Linked DNA regions of Sus scrofa: region 2 is linked to region 1. Evidence: chromatin contacts called from public HiChIP or PLAC-seq data. All regions are on one chromosome and are shown on one strand. Each heading gives the region's core, a stretch centred on a gene start, on an enhancer-like site or on the middle of the called end of the contact. The rest is flanking DNA. Distances are from core to core; before and after follow the strand shown.

Region 1 (3,579 bases), core at 340-2,839:
GAGAGTACGTGTTATCTGCTGCCCTATTTCAGCAACAGTCAGGATCAGAGGGGAACTTTCCCAAGAAAGAGGCTGCCCTCTAGCAATCCATCTCTGGGTATTTCTCTATGATCAGGGACCCCGTCAGATCAGACTCTCAGCCCCCTGCCCCCAGCATATTGAGGGGACCACAAAGTCTGAGCTCTGGAAAAGACAATTACAGAGTAACTGGGCTGGGCTTGTCTTTGGAGAAGAGGAGTTGAGGTCCAGGACAGCAGGGAGGGGGCCAGAAGGAGGAAAGGCCAGATCACCAGCCTGCTGTGGACTCTACCGGCAGTGCTAGGGAAAGTCCAGTGACCCAGAGCCCCGAGTGGATTGTGTAAAAAGGAAAAATGAAACCAAATGCAGAGCCCTGGGCCTCCCGCCAGCCCTGGCCACCTAGCCCTGTGTTCACTGCCATCATCCTGGTCCAAGCCACCATTATCGCTTGCCTGGACATCTGCAGTTGTTTCCAACCTGGTCTCCCTGCTTCACCCTTGTCCCCTACACAACCTTTCCGCATGGCAGCTGGAGAGATCAAAAATATTACCCCACCTAAGTCACTCCCTGCTTTAATCCTCCAGGGACGGAAGGATATGCCTGACCAGATGCCTGACCCTGACCTCCAAGATCTGGACTTCTGGCCCCTTCCCCTTTTAAGCCCATATCCTACTTCTCTCCCCATCACTCATGCACCCCAGGAATTCCAAGCTTCTTAAATAGGTCAACCTGATTCTCACCTCCAAGCCTTTGCCCTTGCTGTTCCCCCCCACCTACAGCCCTGTTTCCCTATAGTTTCCTTTGGTGGATGCATCTCATTAATTAGTCGTCAATAAATGCCAACCTCCTCCCAGAGCCTGCTGCCCACATGCGCCACCCCAGATGCCTGCCCCGTCACCCTCCACTGCACCCCTCTGGTTATGTTTTTGCAGCACCTATCCATGTCTGGAAGTATCTACTGATTTGTTTACTTGTCTGTCTGTCTCCATCACCAGCATGCCAGCTTCATGAGGGCAAGCACTGTGCCCAACCTGGTCACCTGCTGTGTGCCCAGCACCTTCCACACAGCAGGTGCGCAATATATGTTTGTTGAAATAGACTGAAATGGCATAAACCACCAAGGGGAATTCTCACTGGGATCTTCCAAGTCCCCATTTGCTGCCCCTCTCTGAGAATGACAGGTTGGTCCCCCTCTAGTGCCATCCCCCAAACAGTATAGAGTTCTGGGGAAAATTCTGATTTCAGTGGGAATACGATTGATTATTGATGTCTGCCACAGACCAGGCAGGGCATTGGCAGGCATTTGCATCTGGTCTGTTCATTGCTATCTCCGCAATACCCAGAACAACGCCTGGAACATAGTGTTCAACATATATCTGTTGAAAGTCAAATACATGGGTTCTTTGTCTAACTGGCTATGTTTTTCCAGAAGAAAAAACACCTTTAGCTGATTTAATAACCATTGGGGCAGCCATTCACGAGTCCCCAGTGTGTGCTAAACCTGAGAATAGCCTGGGGAGAGGTTCTGATCGTCTATTTACAGAGGAGGAAGCCAGGGTGACAAGATTTGACTGAGGTCACCCAGCTAGGTTAAGCTGACCCTGAAGTTCTCCAAGAAGCCAGACTCGTAGTCTGGGGGAAGAGAGGGAGGACTCCCCCCGAGCTTCTGCCCCCCCCCCCCCGGCATCCCTAGCCCCCTCCCTAGGGTACAGGGGACGAAGAGAGGCAGCCTCTGCTTCCCTTTTGGGATATGTCACAGGGCTGTGGTTAAACGGAAGCAGGGCCCCTGCCCATCCCAGGCGTGGACCTCCGAGGGCCCCACCCTCCCCATTCCCAGCCCAGACTCTTCCCAGCTGACCATGGGGTGTCTGTTCCCTGTTCCTCTTTTCTCTGGGCAGGAGGAAGTGGGTGGGGCCATGAGAAGATCCAGAGACTCAGTTTCTTCATCTGCTAAGTAGGCTCAACCCCTGGCACCTTCAGAAGTTGCTCTGTGGTAGAGACTCGAGGAGGGAGTTCACAAAAGAGGCCAAGCCAGGCGGGAGTCAGGCGGGAAGGCAGAGGTAGGCACTGTCTCCCTGCTCAGGCTCCCAAGGCTCCCCATGCCCCCAGTGTAAGACCAGGCTACTCTCCCCATGGAGCCTGTGCAGCTCAGCTCTAAGCCTTCCTCACTCCCCACGCCCAACTCACCTCACAGCTCCAACTACATGGTCTTTTAGATTCACTTTACTCACTCTGCTCTGTCCCACCACAGGGCCTTTGCACATGCTGTGCCCATTTGCTGACACATTTGTTCCTCCCTTTCTCATCTACTGAGCCTCAGCTCACTCTCCAGTTCTCAGTTCTCAGATTGGTTCTCTTCCAAACTCCTGACCTACCCAATCATGTCAACCCCCCTGCCCCATTGCAGGCCCTCAAATTACCTCATACTTGTCAGTCCCAAAGGGACATTTCTGAGGGAGATTTCATTAATGCCCATCTCCTACATTGGGCTATGAGCTCCCTGTGGGAAGGGATCACTATCTCCCCAGTGCCTGGCACAGAGTAGGTGCTTCATTAATGTTTGTTGAGTGAATGAATGATAAATGCAGAATGAATGGAGCTACAGGCAAGTCACACCCTCCAAACACCCTCTCCCAAATCTTGCTCTGATCTTGGGCCCAGCCCCACCTCTGCCCTGCCCATACCCCCTCCTCCAGGATGGCTGCTTCAACCACCTCCCACCTAGTCCCCAAAGCTTTGTCCCCCTCATCTCTCAGAGCCCTGCTTTCCTGGATGGAAACCAAAGGGATGGACCTCAGTCACGGGCTTTCATACTGGCCTCCCTTGAGTCTGGTATTCTAGGGATGGGCCTTGGGATTACCTTGGAAAAGAGGTCAAGGCAGGAGACCTCCCATCTCCAACATCAACCAGAATAGACCTCCTCTACTTAAGTTATATTTAGGGCAGTCACGACTTGGGCACTTCACAGGAATTCAACTACACATGCTCAGCAAAAAATAAAAAGCCTCCGAGAGAAGAACTGATGGCCTGGTGGATATGCTGGGAGGGGGAGATGTGGGTTAGTAGTTCCCCTGGTGACTGAGTCTGCTCAGACACAGCCCTGCTCCCACTGCAGCCCCCAAACACAAGCCAGGCCTTCCCTGGACAGGACCCAACGCTGGGAGGATGGTGGGCTGATTTATGGAGACTGTACATCCGCCTCAGTTAGGGAGGGTTATGTCCTTCCTGTGGAATCCCCAAGGGGAACTTGGCCATGGGCAATTTCCACCTTAAAAACCAGATTTAGAGCTTGCCCTGGGGTGATGTGAGCCACAACCATGGGATCTTCTTTTGAACAATGGGTACCACAGCTCAGAAAAAAGAAAAAAAAAAAAAATGAAAACCATTGGACAAGATGTTCCCAAAGGGAGCACTGAGGGTGAACCGAAAATTCCTAAATTCCGTTCCTGCCAACTGTCACTTCCCAGACTCTTGAAAGCCCCATAATATTTTGATGAAGGTCTGGGCTCTGCTGCCCTTTGCTTCGAGCAAAATAGAAGCTGAGAGATCCCTTCCCCACCT
Region 2 (3,579 bases), core at 604-3,103, 170 kb before region 1:
AAAGAATAAAAGTCACTCCAAATTCATACCACCCAGAGATAAGTGGTGCTGACACTATGGAGCACACCCTTGTGGGCACTTCTCTCCCTCTCTCATCTGTCAGGGCATTAAACGCTTTTTGAAAAATTATTAAGGAAACATAGTCATGTGAGAAATAATTGAAAAGGCGCCGCAAGATTTACAGTGGATATTCTCTCTCTAATCCTTAACCCCTGCCCCCCTGCTCCAAATCTCCAAGCTTCTCTCTCCAGAAGCCGTCCTGGTGGTCATTTCTCGGGGATCGTTACAGAGCGATCCACAGTGTAGATAAGCAAAGGCGTTCATGGATTCCTGTAGCTGTTTCTCTAAATAGACGCATACGACACACCCTGTTCTGCATTGGTTTTGTTTGGTTTTGTTTTGTTTTTTACTTAACAATGTACCTTGGAGATCTTTCCAGATCGGCACTAGGAGAGCATTCTTCACACATTCCATTGTCTGAATATAATAATTTATCTAACCAGCCCCTGGTGATAGTCATGTAGGTGATTCCAGTCTTTTGCTGCAGCAAACAATGCTGCAATTAGTATTCCCTTCACAGGAGTCTTTCCGTGTATGTGGATCTATTTCTGTGGGGATACATTCCTAGCAGCTGAACTGCCTGGTCACAGGGCAGGTGCGTTTTTAAATTTTAACACTTATTGTCCAAATGCTTTCTAAGGTCATACCTACCAATTGGCATTCAGACCATCAGCTTACGTGAGGGCTGGTTTCCCCACACTCTAGCCGACGCCTACTATGATTTGACTTCTCAATCTTTGCCCTGCTCACTGGGGAAAAAGGTGTTCACGGTGGTTGTATTCTGCAGTCCTTCCTTTTATATTAGGTTGGGGATTTAAAAATATATCTAAAGGCCATTTGTATTATTATTTCTTTTCTGGTAGCAAAGCATTCAGTCCTTTGCCTATCTTTCCATTGGATAATTGTTTCTTTTTTTCCATCTGCAAGAGCTCTTTATATAAGAAGAAATTTAGGTCTTTCTTTCTCATATATGCTACAAGTGTACCTATTTGAACATCCAGGTAAGCCAAACAAAAATGGGATCCTTCTGGGCACAAGGTTTTTGAAGCCTGAGGTTACTTGATGATATATGTGGATCCCATTCCATGTAAGTAAATATGTCTTTATAAAACAAAAATCACTCTGATGGAGTGCCCAGTGTGCCTCAGTGTAACAAACCTGACTAGTGTCCATGAGGACACTGGTTCGATCCCTCCTTGATCAGTGGGGTTAAGGATCTGGCATTGCTGTGAGCTGTAGTGTAGGCTGCAGACGTGGCTTGGATCCTGCGTTGCTGTGGCTGTGGCATAGGCTGGCAGCTACAGCTCCAATTCAACCCCTAGCCTGGGAACTTCCACATGCCACAGGTGCAGCCCTAAAAAGACAAAAAACAAAACCAAAACAAAACCAAAAAATCACTCTGAGTAGTTTGGAAGTTCATCAAATGTAAATGGTTATGGATTTGGATGTACACCAGTGTCAGAGAAGACGATTGTGAAGAGTCCCATGTGCGCTGTCTGTTTTTGTCTGTTACCTAATCTAGTCCTTCAACAACACTGAAGTGACATCATCCCCATTTTATAGGGGAGGAAACTGAGGTCCAGAAAGGTCATAGAATTTGGCTCAAGTCTTCCTGCTGCTCTGTTCAAGAGCTGGGATCCAAACGCCCAAGCCTTTGCTGCCATCTTTCATTACTTTAAATCTCTACCCTGACAACTAGTCTGGAGACTATGGCCCTGGGGTAAGTCCCCAATCTCTCCACCACTACCCAAGGCTGGGGAATTTCACGCAGTTTAGGGATGAGGCCACCAGGAGGCGCTGGGGACACATCCCTTGTTTAACTGGCTGCAGCCTGGAATGGGACGTTGTGACAGTCCAAGGTCTCTAGACATTGCCAAATCTAGACATTGCCAAATGGCCTTGGGTTTAGAACCCCTACTGTGGACCTACAGGGCCCAGGCAGTGACCGAAGTTAGTCCTGCTTAAGGTAAGAATGGCTCACACACACAGAGCCTCACATATAGGAACTTGTATTAACAAGTATTAATACCCTGGGGGTGGGGACCGACACCATCCCTGCCACAGAGATGAGAAAACTGAGGCCCAGAGAAGTTCAGTGACTTGCCCAAGGCCACACAGCCAGTAGGTGGCAGAGCTGGGGCTTGAACCCAAGTTGTCAGGCTCCAGCACCTGTGCCCTTAACCAATGTAATCTACTGTCCCTCAGAAAAGTATGCATTGCTTGGGTTTCAAATCCACAGAAATATTCTCTTGTTCCACAAAGAAATACCTTTTCTCCCAGTTTTCTTTTTATATATTTTCATTTTCCCACTTTTGATGGAAAGTCATGTACAAGAGATTTTTCGTTTTCATTATATTTGTACTGTGAGAAAAACGCCAGCCCCAGTGCCATGATAAACGGCAGCTGAGACTCAACCTCAACATGAGGGATGCACTGGGGAGTGGTGGGGACCGTGGTGTCCCAGACGGCTCAGCCTGGTTAGTCCTGGCACTTTGTTTCCTGTGGGCTGGCCCAATTTTGCAAGAGAAGGCAGAAATCTAGATTACTTATGTGAAATTTCCTAATTTTTACACAATGGCAATTAATTAAAAAGTTAAAAACCCTTGATGTCCAAATAAAACAAGTCTGAAGCCTGATTTGGCCTGAGAACTGCCAGTTTAAGACCTTCCTGAAGGGTGCATTCAAGGTCCAGGAACAAACACTTGAACTCCTAATGCCTCTGCTTTCCATGACCATTTATTTAGTTAATTCTTTTACATGTATAGTCATGCATTCATTCCATGTATGCATTCTACTCACTCACTCACTCATCCATCAATATCATCCATCCACCCACCCATCTATCCATCCATCCATCCTTTCATTCATGCATTTCACTTATCTATCCACTCATCCATTCATCCATCTACCTGTCCATCCTCCATTCATCTATCCATCCATCCATCCTTTCATTCATACATTTCACCCTCCTACATATCTATTCATTCATCCATCTATCTGTCCATCCATCCATCCATCTCTCCATCCATCCATCTCTCCATCCATCCATCCATCCATCCATCCATCAATTTATCCTTTCATCCATGCATTTCACCCACTTACCTTTCCATACGTTCATATATCTATCTGTCCATACATCTATCTGTCCATCCATCCATCCATCCTTTCATTCATGCATTTCACTTATCTATCCACCTATCCATTCATCCACTGACCTGTCCATCCAGCCAGCCAGCCAGCCATGCATTCATCCATCCATCTCTCCATCTATCCATCCATTTACCCTTTCATCCATTCATTTCACCCACTTAACTTTCAGTGAATCTGTCCATCCATCCATCCATCCATCCATCCATCCATCCATCCATCCCCAATTTGTTAATTAATTTAGTCATTCATTATTATTAGGTCCTCATGTGCTAGATCCTATGCCAAGCCCTGGGAATATGGTAAAGCCTGTGAACCCATCCCTTTCTCCAGAAACTCACCATTTGGTTTAGTAGATATGAGAAGAAGGAG

The links. HiChIP or PLAC-seq counts read pairs in DNA pulled down with a chosen protein or histone mark.
Region 2: a contact with region 1 is called in an H3K27ac HiChIP or PLAC-seq map of alveolar macrophages. The contact joins two enhancer-like sites. A contact is called at or near these places in 8 of 47 Hi-C or Micro-C datasets (alveolar macrophages, blood, heart right ventricle and 3 more) and 2 of 2 datasets of contacts at active chromatin or transcription factors (alveolar macrophages and skeletal muscle).

Annotation. Positions count from the first base shown.
Region 1 is chr17:51,799,456-51,803,034 of Sscrofa11.1, reverse strand. All of the region lies in intron 1 of LOC110257431 (a long non-coding RNA gene), which reads right to left. It overlaps LOC110257356 (a long non-coding RNA gene), which reads left to right. Exons shown (of 3, transcript XR_002339850.1): 3 at 603-1,426. Among named protein-coding and RNA genes, the nearest start is that of CEBPB, 79 kb to the right of the region's middle. Within about 2 kb of position 1,589, at least 5 of the 83 cell types and tissues checked have an H3K27ac peak or open chromatin away from gene starts, as enhancers often do. A contact at or near this core is called in alveolar macrophages, where this site is marked.
Region 2 is chr17:51,972,410-51,975,988 of Sscrofa11.1, reverse strand. No RefSeq gene overlaps it. Among named protein-coding and RNA genes, the nearest start is that of PTPN1, 43 kb to the left of the region's middle. Within about 2 kb of position 1,853, at least 14 of the 83 cell types and tissues checked have an H3K27ac peak or open chromatin away from gene starts, as enhancers often do. A contact at or near this core is called in alveolar macrophages, where this site is marked.